3 separate regions of the Mus musculus genome follow, and all the other regions are linked to region 3. Evidence: chromatin contacts called from public HiChIP or PLAC-seq and promoter capture Hi-C data. All regions are on one chromosome and are shown on one strand. The core of a region is the stretch at or near the end of the contact, and the rest is flanking DNA. Distances in the headings are between cores, read along the strand shown. Region 1 holds the start of Rbbp8nl (RBBP8 N-terminal like). Region 2 holds the start of Fndc11 (fibronectin type III domain containing 11). Region 3 holds the start of Slc17a9 (solute carrier family 17, member 9).

Evidence for each region. Promoter capture Hi-C pulls out the DNA fragments that hold promoters and counts their contacts. HiChIP or PLAC-seq counts read pairs in DNA pulled down with a chosen protein or histone mark.
Region 1: a contact with region 3 is called in a promoter capture Hi-C map of embryonic stem cells, with 2.2 times the contacts expected there. The contact joins the promoter of Rbbp8nl here to the promoter of Slc17a9 in region 3. A contact is called at or near these places in 3 of 39 promoter capture datasets (embryonic stem cells, hippocampal neurons and maxillary cranial neural crest), 2 of 484 Hi-C or Micro-C datasets (the G1E-ER4 cell line and embryonic stem cells), 1 of 115 datasets of contacts at active chromatin or transcription factors (large pre-B cells) and 2 of 9 other capture datasets (adipose tissue and pancreatic islet).
Region 2: a FOXA1 HiChIP or PLAC-seq map of pancreatic cancer cells shows a contact between it and region 3. The contact joins the promoter of Fndc11 here to the promoter of Slc17a9 in region 3. A contact is called at or near these places in 2 of 115 datasets of contacts at active chromatin or transcription factors (bone marrow-derived macrophages and pancreatic cancer cells) and 1 of 9 other capture datasets (adipose tissue).

Annotation. Positions count from the first base shown.
Region 1 is chr2:180,288,008-180,291,523 of GRCm38.p6, reverse strand. It overlaps Rbbp8nl (RBBP8 N-terminal like), which reads left to right and starts at 1,645. Exons shown (of 13, transcript NM_173031.3): 1 at 1,645-1,747. Gm29943 (a long non-coding RNA gene) reads right to left here and starts at 829. Exons shown (of 3, transcript XR_867153.1): 1 at 737-829.
Region 2 is chr2:181,217,878-181,221,315 of GRCm38.p6, reverse strand. Fndc11 (fibronectin type III domain containing 11) reads right to left here and starts at 1,282. Exons shown (of 2, transcript NM_001379472.1): 1 at 1,182-1,282.
Region 3 is chr2:180,723,380-180,727,052 of GRCm38.p6, reverse strand. It overlaps Slc17a9 (solute carrier family 17, member 9), which reads right to left and starts at 1,714. Exons shown (of 13, transcript NM_183161.3): 1 at 1,602-1,714. The coding sequence starts at 1,693. It overlaps Gm30455 (a long non-coding RNA gene), which reads left to right. Exons shown (of 2, transcript XR_003953988.1): 1 at 1-335; 2 at 1,175-3,673.

The sequences.
Region 1 (3,516 bases), core at 396-2,895, 440 kb after region 3:
TAGCACCTATCGAACAGTCACGAGCTGAGGAACTACAGCCAGCTGCTTTCAAATGCCAAGACTTGTGCACCAGACCTGGCTGAGCCAGGGGCTGCTGCACAATGTCTTAGGCTAGGGCCGACAGAAGACAAAGGTATACCTCTCGTGGTCTTGGATGAAGAAAGTCCAAAAGCAGATCTGATGACAACCTTCTGTCTGTGTCACCTGGCAAAGTGGGGCAGAGCTCTCTGCTCTCTGTAAGAGCACTGGTGCTATTCATGGGGCTCTGTCCTTTATGTCCCGATTGCCACCCAAGTCCCCAAGTACTACAGCCTCGGTGTTAAGAAGTCAACATATTGGGGGAGGGGGGGGTGCACTTCAGACATTAGCCAAAAACAGGCAAAGCCTCTGTCTACTTGCACACAAGTCCCCTTTCTCTCAGGCTGAGCCCACAGGGAACATGCCCTCTCCCTCCTGTGGAGCCCATGCAACGAACAGATACACACGTGCTGAGCAGGCAGACACCTCTCACAAAGGTCCAGACAGAAGGTAAAGAATATGCAATGTGTCTCTAGTGCTCTATAGCCTAAAATCTTCCTCTTCCTGGAGCCTAGACAGTCATCCTTACCTAAGACCATCCATTCTCACCCTAAGCTCAGGGCCAGCTGCCAGCAGCAGGAAGTCTTCTATCCTTCAAGACCCAAGACTTCCTCCTCTCCTAGTCAACGTGGTTGCTCTACAGACCCTCATTACCTACCTTCTGTGGCTCCGTGTGTGAGCGAGGGAGCCTGCTTGCTTCTGGGCAGAGTCAGGCAAGCTGGAGTAAGAGATGTTGAAAGGCACGTGAGCGAGAGAGAGAAGGGGGCAGGGCATCCATAGCCTCAGAGGACTCTGTTTCCTGCAGGAGTGCAGCCACAATGTCACTGTCCAAGCCAGCCCCTGCCCTATGTGTCACGCCATGGTTCTACTCATCAGGGTCATCCTGAAATCCAGAGATGCCCATCCACTGTGATACCCACAACCTGAGGCTTAGCCCCTAACCACCTCTACCAATGAGCAGAAGCCAGCTGTCTGTCTCAGGAAGGCCACAATGGGTACTGCAGAGCCCCAGACCCAGTGATGTCTCTAAATAGTAGTCTCCAGAGGCTCACACCCTGGGTGTTTTGTTTTGTTTTGTTTTGTTTTGTTTTGTTTTGTTTTGTTTTGTTTGTTTAATCCACAAAGTCAGGACTATTGAACTCTATCTATCCAATGTCATTCTGGCCGCAGACTAAAAATATAAAGGTTAGACAGGAAAACTTCACCTGCTCAAGGTCAACCCAAGGCAAGCTGGATGTAGATAGCATAAGGGTCCTCTAAACATCTGACTCCCGAGTGGCAAGGCCAACAGCATCTCCCCTTCCTTCATAAAGGCCCACACAGCCTGCCTGTGCTCTGGGCTGGCCAGTACTCCTGTCCAGAGTCACACAGGATGCTGCGGAGATGGTCAAGCTGAGGCACCCAGGCGGCTCGGATTAGGGAGAAACAATTCAGCTCTATGCACATGGCCAGCCGGTTCTTCCACTCTCCCAGAGATGGCCAGACCAGTCTGGCGGCTTTAGTCAGTCCCTGCCTCCTTGCAGCTCCCGGCTGGGAGAATCGGAAACCTGTCAGGCGGGTTTGGTCAAAATTCTGTCTTGCAAGTTCATACTGCTCGCTCCTATCTCTCCCGGGTGGGGATCACTGAGGACCGAGGCCCCTGGAGGTCCAAGGCTGGCCAAGTGGCCATGTGAGTACACGATTACAGCAGACAGGGCCCTTCCAGGAGCCGGGTGGACTGGAGTCGTTGGGGTGCTCACCAAGGGGGCTAGAGACCCAGCTCAGGCTTCATAGCAGGAGGCCGGAGACAGGAAGCAGAAAGCCTGGGAGGCGGGAGGCAGGGACAGGCAGGCTGGCCTGCCTTCACTGTGTGTGGTATGGAGGACTACCTGATGCCTGGTCCTGGGGACCAAGCAAGGAGGAGGAAGACTCAAGGATTTCCTGGGCAGCAATTTGGGTGCAGCAAAAGCAAAGCCAGGTATGACACTGTGGCCCCCATCTCTGCAAGGGGTTCCAGGACCTAGAAATAGGCTGGTGGCCAGCACTGTGTCTTGGATCACTCACTGTCCCCTTCCTTGTGGGTCCAGAGACTTTGCAGCCACGGAAAAGAAAGGAGCACAAAGCCAGGTCCAGCCACCCATAGCTCAGAGCATGCCTGGGGACATTGTCAGGCCCTAAGATTGAGGCAGTGGCTCTAAGTACTTCAGCAGGCATTGGGAGACAGTAAGATCAATCACTAGCCTATTCCGTCCCCCGCCCCCAGGCCTGGAAGGCGGGAGTCAGGTTGCAGGGCCCTCTGTTACCTGACCTGTTACCTAAGCTGCCTTATTTTTTTACTTGTGCCCTGGTAGGCAGTGTGCGCACAAGCATGGGGCGTGCAAATGTTCGTGCCCACCTGCCTGTGTGTACACAGCCATCCTTAACCCCGTGCAAGGGGTGTGCGTGGCGGGGGGATGGGCTGAACTTGTGCAAAGGCGTTTACTTTGGGCATGGACTCAGATGTGGGTTTCTCAAACTGAAAGCGTTGTTCTGTCTGTGGTGGCTGCCTGTCTATCGGGGCCTATGTATCAGAGAGATCCAAAGCCACCAAGAAAGCGTCTCTCGATAAAGCCCACCACCCGACTGACCAAAGCGGTTGCTAGGAGGTCTTTTTGTGTCTAGGCCATATCTCGTGTGAGCTGGTGATTGTAGATATATAACATTTCTGATCTCAAGTCTCTATCAAATAGGAGCTTCTATGGGTGACCATGATGAGATGTGGGAACACATGGGTTAGAAGCACTGTGTTCCCTGCCCAGCCCTCTCTGGAGCACACATGGAAGCTCCCGCTACATACCAGGCTCCTTCTGCCTCCCCAGTCACCACTACCAGATTTATGAATGGGAAAACCAAGGCACAACCAGACAAGTAGCTTGTCTGAAACCACTGTGGGATGCTTTGTCCGTCACAGCAGCATCCCACACAGAGAATGAGATGAGATGGACCAGCTAGACTCTGGTTGGTTCAAATCCAGCTTCTGCCTTCTTGCCTCTGGTCTGCCCCATGCCTGCAGGCTGATTCCATAGCATGAGATGCTCAGTACATCCTCCAAGGTCAAATGGGCTCCAACCACGTTCTGGTGGTGTTGCTTGGCCCTGCCAAGGTAGGCCAAGTAACAGCTTGGCTTCCTTGGCTAAACGCTGGGACGATGTTAGCTTGCCTGAGCCAGAAAATCCCTAGTGAAATATAGGTACAGAGGTACAATGTGCAACAGCAACTGCTGCTGTTACCACCGCTGTGGTCAATGCTGACTTTTGTGGCTACGTAGGCCACATCTGGTCTAGATGAATAGACCAGACCATCAGACCATCCTTAAAGACACAAAACCAGGTCTGCTGAGAGTCCTCGTCCCTTGAGGGCCTGATAAAAGACAGGGGGCTAGGCATTAAGGACAATCAGACAGGGTGGCTGTCATTGGCC
Region 2 (3,438 bases), core at 33-2,532, 490 kb before region 3:
TTGCTCTCCCCTGGGACACAGCTTTCTGATCAGAGACCCCTGGAGGGGACAGAATAGTGGGCTGGGTACTGGGCAAAAGCAGATGATAAACGGGAAACTTCTATCAAGGGGCCAATAGTATTTTGTGGCGATGAGCTAATGGGGCTTATCAGACAGAGTGGGCTACAGGGACCAGAGTAGCCTGGGGAGAAGCTCTGGGATGTTGATTAGTTTTGAGACAGATCATAAGTCTCAGGTTCCTCACCTAACACAGGTCTGTGCCCAAGCTTAGGGTGATTCCCCATGCTTCCCAGTACTCTCCAGAGACCAGGTACACTGCAGGGGTGCAATGCTCAGGGACCAGGCTAACCAAAGACAAGACTCTACATCATCCTCACATAAAGGGGGGGGGGGGGACCTTGTGTGGCTAAGAACAGGGTAGATCCTCTCCCACCATCTCACAGATGGGGGTTGGGGGGAGTCTAACGCTAAAGCTTGTTAGGTTGGTCTTCCTTCATGGTCACTTTTGATTTTGACAGAACATCTCAGTCTGTTGTTCAGGCTGCCCTCCAACTCCTGTGCTCAAGCAGTCTTGGGACTCCAGGGGTGTATGCTCCTGTACCCAGTTTATCCCAAAGCTGGAACTGTTGACTCCAGAGTCAGCCCTCCTCTCCTTGTCCCCATACCTTTCCCCCAAATCTGGTTGTCTGTGGAGAGGCTGGTGTGCCACAAAGCCCAGTAGCCAGAGATCCCTGGAGAAGGTACCAACCTCCTGCTAGCTGTCCCTGGCACTGGGCCAGTGGCTTCACTTGGAAATCTCAGTTTGTGGAAACTGGGCTTGGATGAGCAAGAAACAGAGCTAAGAGACTGGATGACTACCTCAAAACCACACAGCTGGATAGTAAGATTGATCATGTCCCAAAGACTAATTCAAAGTGATTTGTGTGAATGGTGGTGCGTGCCGGGGGTGGGGGGTGGGGGGGGTTAGAACAGGCATCTGAGACAGCAGAGAATGGTTCCTGGCTGAATGCTAGCTGAGATCAGGGCCCCAAGACCCTGAGTCAACAGTTCATGGCCGCTAGAAAGCTCAATGGAAGTCTCCATAACTACTTCCCCATCTAAGCTATTCTATCACCCCTCCCCCTCCGTGGAGACTACCCACCCCGAGCTTCTGGGCACACCTCCTAAACTCCTCTACCTACCACTCCTCTTCCGGATCACCTCCGTGAGCCCCAGCCCCGCTCTGCAAGTGCCTGGCCGCCCGCTTCCTGTGCGGAGCCCAGCCAGAGCTGCAGGGTGCACTGCCAGATCCGCTCCCCCTGCCAAAGGCCTACTTGTTGCCATGGGAACCACTGGCCCTTGTGACGCTGTGCACATCCGGCCCAGGTGTAAGGAGCTCTTGATTTGAAGGCTAAATTTTGATATACGGCAGCAGCGATTTATGTCCAGGGCCTCACGGACTCGAAACAAACTCAACTTCAGCCCGCGCCACGGGCTAGTGGAATTGTTCCTCGGCATCGTGTTTCGCAGCAGTCCAGGAGCCTGCGGTGGCTGGGTCAGCAGCTTGGCTTGCAATGGGATTCTATGCAACGCAGGAAACTGGTGTCTTTGAGTGGGACAGAGCTGGCTGCTGGGACTCAAGAAGCCAGCAGATGCCAGTGGAGTGCAGGGAAGGGCCACCTGTTTGACATTCCAAGCCAAGCAGCCGCCTATGGGTCTCAAAGACGATGAGAAAGGAAGTGATATAGCAGCAGATGGCTAGGATCTCCTTAGCAAGCAGTCAGCAAGGTGAAGGGGTCTGGTTTTCCCAGGCCTCCAGAAACTCATGCCCTGTCCCCTCCAGTCTGAATAAACGGAGTCCATAGCTCTAGGAATCCTCAAAGGAATCCCCAAGTTGCAGTCTCATACTCCAAACTGGGCTTTGGACCCCTAGATTTAACACCCAGGTCCTTCCTCTTTATGAGCTAGCTTGGGGTTACTCCTAGCAAGGGTCTCAGGGTCTCAGCCACCTGAAAGCTGCTGACTCTTTTCCACTCGGTCAGTCCTTCTAGATTGGGTTTGTCTGGACTGAGTTACCTGGTTGTAACTCAAGTTTGCTACCAACTTGAATTATAGCTAGAGCTCCCAGCCCTCCTGATGGCATCTGACGGTGCTGGGGAATAGTTTTCCTATCTGTCAACCTATATTGGCTACAGACCTCAGAGGCCCCAGAGGGGGAGGGGGAGGAGGGAGAAGCGATGGGTGCTGGCTCTGTGCTCATCTAGGCTAGTTAGTCATGGTGGCCAGTTTGAGGGAGAAAGGGATGCCATCTGAAGGTCCAGGAGGGAAACTGGCCCCTGGGGAGTAGAAGAGAATAAAAAGCAGCAGGAAGAATACCAGCGCCCAGCTCTTCCTCAGGAAGGAGATGGGTGAGGCTCACTACCCTGTTCTTAGGGGTTGGGCTTGCTCTGGGTCTGTGAAAGCTGCTCTGCTCCACTTGATCGGTCTTTTTTTTTTTTTTTCCCAGTCCTAGTTTTAAAATTTTTAATTTTTTAGATTGATTTTTATGTATATGAGCATTTTACCTGCATGCCTGGTTCCCACAGAAGGCTGGTACCCACAGAGGTAGGAAGAGGACATTGGATCCCCTGGAACTGGAGTTAGGGATGGTTTTTATTTTTCTTTCTCTTTCTTTCTTTCTTTCTTTCTTCCTTCCTTTCTTTCTTTCTTTCTTTCTTTCTTTCTTTCTTTCTTTCTTTCTTTCAAGATTGATACATTTATTTTATGTGAGTACATGGTTGCTCTCTTCAGACACACAGGAAAGGGCATTACATTTCATTACAGATGGTTGTGAGCCACCATGGTTGCTGGGAATTGAACTCATGACCTCTGGAAGAGCAGTCAGTGCTCTTAACCGCTAAGCCATCTCTCCAGCCCTATTTCTTTCTTTTTAATTCTTTATTTTATGCTCAGTAATGTTTTGCTTGTATGTAAATCTGTGTGAGGGTGTCAGAAGCCCTGGGACTAAAATTATAGACAGGTTTGAGTCCCTATGTAGGTGCTAGAAATTGAACTTGGGTCCTCTGGAAGAGCAGCCTGTGCTGTTAACTGCTGAGCCATCTCTCCAGACCACAGGTGGTTTTTTGTTTTTTTGTTTTTTTGTTTTTGAAAAGTTAAAAATTCCTTAATTTTTTATTCCTGGTACCACTACCACAATTTACAGGGCAATATACCTGATGTAATGAAAAGAAAAAGAAAAAGACAAAGCTACAACAGATAAAAGACCTCAGGAATGTACATCTAATTGACACTACATTGCATTAATCAATAGCTGTACTTTTTGCAAACTGTGGCTATGACAGTCCTGAACAAGAAGGGTTTCCTGTTTAAGCTGCAGTAACTTTTCTGACTATGGATCATTGTTCCTTCTGTGGCAGATTTTTACAGTTCCTCTAATGCATTTGGGACGACTGTCTCAAA
Region 3 (3,673 bases), core at 465-2,964:
CCATCCTCCTGAAGGGGCCCTGTGGGCCTGCCTGCCTGGTTAGAACCCCAGTCTTTAGTATCAGGAGCTTGGACCAGGACTGCCTGAGTAGCCCCACTTGCCCACCCAGAGCCAGAGCTCAGGCTGGAGGTCTCAGCAATCACACTTCCTCACAGACTTGTGCAGCTCTGGCTTCCTGTTAGATGGCTGCGCAGAGTATCCGGGGCTGAGCAAATAGGTGATCACGTGGCCCTTCGTTCAGAAGGGAAATGTGCTGGCTACTTAACTCAGCCTCCACCAACCACCCCACATTCTGAGATTTGTTGAGGAGAACACTGCCTCCCCAACACGTGGTGGTGAGTGGTGGGCCCCTAAAGTCTGGTGTTCCCTGAACTCAGGGTCCTGTTTCTAGTAACACTTATTGCTGTTACTATTACTCCAGTATGGGTTGAGAATGGCCTTGACCCTGCAAAATTCCCCAGAATTCTCAGCTACCATTTCTGACAAAGGCAACTGGAGGCACTACACAGGAGAAAGTGTAAAGATGGGAGTGAGGGTGGGGTGACAGGTTGGGGAGGGGGGGACAGGCAGAGCCATTAAATTGTAACCTACAGCAAAATTGGCAGAACATTTCATAGTTCTAAGAAAGCCCTGGGTGGTGCCTCCAGGGGCCAGGTGAAGCATAGGCCTTGGGATAAACATGGGGTAGGGAGGGAGGTGTTAAGCCAGAGAGGGAAGGAGAGCTAGTGAGGGCAGGCACATAGTGTGCCTCCTCTAGCAGAGTCTGACACTACTGTAACTGTCACTGGCGGTGGGGGAGGGTGGCGGGGGGGGGGGCGCTATGATCTGGTTCTGTGCCTCCCTGTGACCTGCTGTGCCCTCATCTGGTCTAGGTTCAGTGATGGTACTATCTTAAGGTCCTCTTTACACTTCCTGCCAGTAGATCCAGGGCTCTTGCCCCAGGTGACTGGGAGGTACCAAGGCTTGATCCTGAGTCTAGCACCTCCACGTGAGGACTGCAGGAACCAGAGCAGGGTGTGAGCTCTTTTAGGCCCCCATTTGAACCCTCACAGTGGTCCCATAGCCAGATGCCACCTTTGCCCCTGGTTTCTGTGGGGATGTTTGCCTGGAGAGTGCTGGAAACAGCGGGAACGGAATATGAATGAAGATGGGTAACGGCTGTTTTCCTCCCTAGTTTAGAAGACTCGTGAAGTCAGGACCTGCCTCTATGACTTAAGAGCTGCTGCATAGATCCCTATGCTGTGAGCATCTGTCCAGCCCAGTGCTCCCACCAAGCCTTACAGACACTACCCTGCCTCCCAGACCACAGAATTACTGTCAGGGAAAAGGGCAATGGAGCCATTTGCCTGATTTTGGCATTTGATTGGAGATGGGAGTGGGGTGTCTCTTTACTGGGTCCTCCCTCTACTTGGGGGCTAGGGCTGCTCAGCGAGGGGCATGGGAGTCCCAGGGAGAGTGAAGGTGGCAGGCTGCAGAATGGCTGGTAGACAGCCGCTAGAGTCTGGTGTTCCCTGAACTCAGGTCCTATGAAGTAGCACCTCAGCTCCCTTTCTAAACGTAAAAGTCCTCCTTGCCCCGACTTCAGCCACACCCCAATTCACCTGGACCACCGTGTATCCTCTGCTGCCGCAGAAGGGGTCTTGCGGGTCTCCTCTGGGATTGGCTGCATCAGGCTAGAGCGCTGGGATGGCATGGGCACCGCTGTGTACCGTGCCCTCCCACCTCAGACCTAGGACAACCCACAGGGCAGCACCGCCCAAGTCCACGTGTCAGTCCCAGTGCTTCCGTCTAACTCTCCCAGGACGTGTTGCCCCCGGAATTGAGTCCCCGCCCCACTGATGTCCCGGGAGGCAGGGCCAGGGACCTTCGAGCAACTAGAGGCTTACCACTGGGACTTCCTGCTGGGGAAGAGAAATCCCTGGGGGTTTTGTGGCCCGAGACCCGCCAGAAATAACTTTCTTGTCAGGAAAGTGAGCAGGTGAGCAGTGTGTATGAGTCTCCGTTGGTTCTACCCCCTCCCCCGCTCCGTGGGTGGGTGGAGGGGAGTGACAGAGTGCTCACAGGGTTGTGTTCTAGTCTAGTAAATATGTAAAGATAACTTTAAGGCAGTCAATTTTTTAAAATGGATCTCTTGGAGAACTGGGTTGGTAAGAGAACTGTAACACAGGTGCAAAGGGCAGCGAAGGTGGTCACTGATGTTGAAATCCTGGGCAAAAGTGTTCTGAGCACTGACCACAGACTAGGCTCTAGTTGGATCTCAGCCACACTTCATGGAAGGCTTCTGAGGCTCCTTGAGGTACTGCCTGCCTCATTCCTCCTGTATTCCCAATTATTCTAAACAAATGCCTCCCCCACACAGCTGCAGGCCAACTGGGACACACCCACTAAAGGCTTCACACTGCACTTAGAATCTCAACAGTTTCCACCCTCCAGAGAATGCCCTCTGAGCCTTCAACTGCCCAGCAGACAACAGGTCTTTATTTATGGTCATACACACTTGTACTAAAATATTAGAACCTGAAGCTAGGGTATAGCTCAGTTGTTAAGCGTGTGTTCAACGTGTGCAAGGTTCTGAACTCAATCCCCAGTTCTGGAAAAAAAACAATCTGGACCTAAAAGCCAGGTCAGTCTTCCATCCACATCAGCTATCCTGTAGGACACAAAGATGACGGCAGAGAAAGGCTTGCTTCCCTAGTGACCCAGGGACTGCCCTTAAGTATATGGTACTGACAATCACTATAATGTGCAGCTCTTCAGAAACTAGGAAAGATCCAGAATCACACAGCAGGAAACCTTCAGCGTTTCTGGGAGCAGGTGGACAAACGTAGAGAAGGGATGTGACCTTAAGTAGGCTGGGTGGAGGAACCTGCAAGACACTTGAGGTCAGCAGGAGCATACCACACAAGGTGTTGGGTATACATCTCAGGCCAGAGACTCACAGCAGGTGGAGAGGTGCTACACTGCCAGAGTTGAGAAGGCTGAGGTCAGGGGTTTGGGGGGGGCATTCCTCCCCAGGCTCCCAGTCACTAAAGCAGAAGGGATGGGCACAGCCACAGTTGCCTGAAAGAGGATCACATATGGTTGGGAGGTGACCATCACAAGCTGTTGGCAGTAGCTGGGGTAGACATTCTCTAGGCTTCTAGTTGATACTTGTGAGCTGCCCCACACCCAACTGACAAAACCATCCTTGCACTTCAAGATGGGAAATTTGATATGGAAACATTACAGAGTCAACGTCTGGCAGGGGGGCCACTTTCTTGTGCTGACTGACTCACTTGCTTATAGTCATCTTGACTGCTCAAACTGAATAACTAGATTTTACTCCACTGTTACTGACGAGCAACTGTGAGAAGTGAGACTTGAGGAGCCCAGATTGTAGTGTTGGATGTCTGTAGCAGTTAGGGCCAGACTGGGCTACACAGTAAGACCCTGCCTGAAAAGAAGAGAGATTTCTGTACTGAACATCATTTGCATCCACCTTCTAAGCCAAATGTGTACACTGTAGAGAAAAAGTTCAAGTAGCCATGTCTGAGTCCACAGGAAGCCATAGAGTGGACCTCACGATGACCGAAGATGCTCCTGTATGGCCAGTTTTATTCACAAAACAATCCCTGGGGCTCTGGAACAGTTCATTCTTTTTTTTGGATGCTGGTACCATCAGCTGAACCTTGTA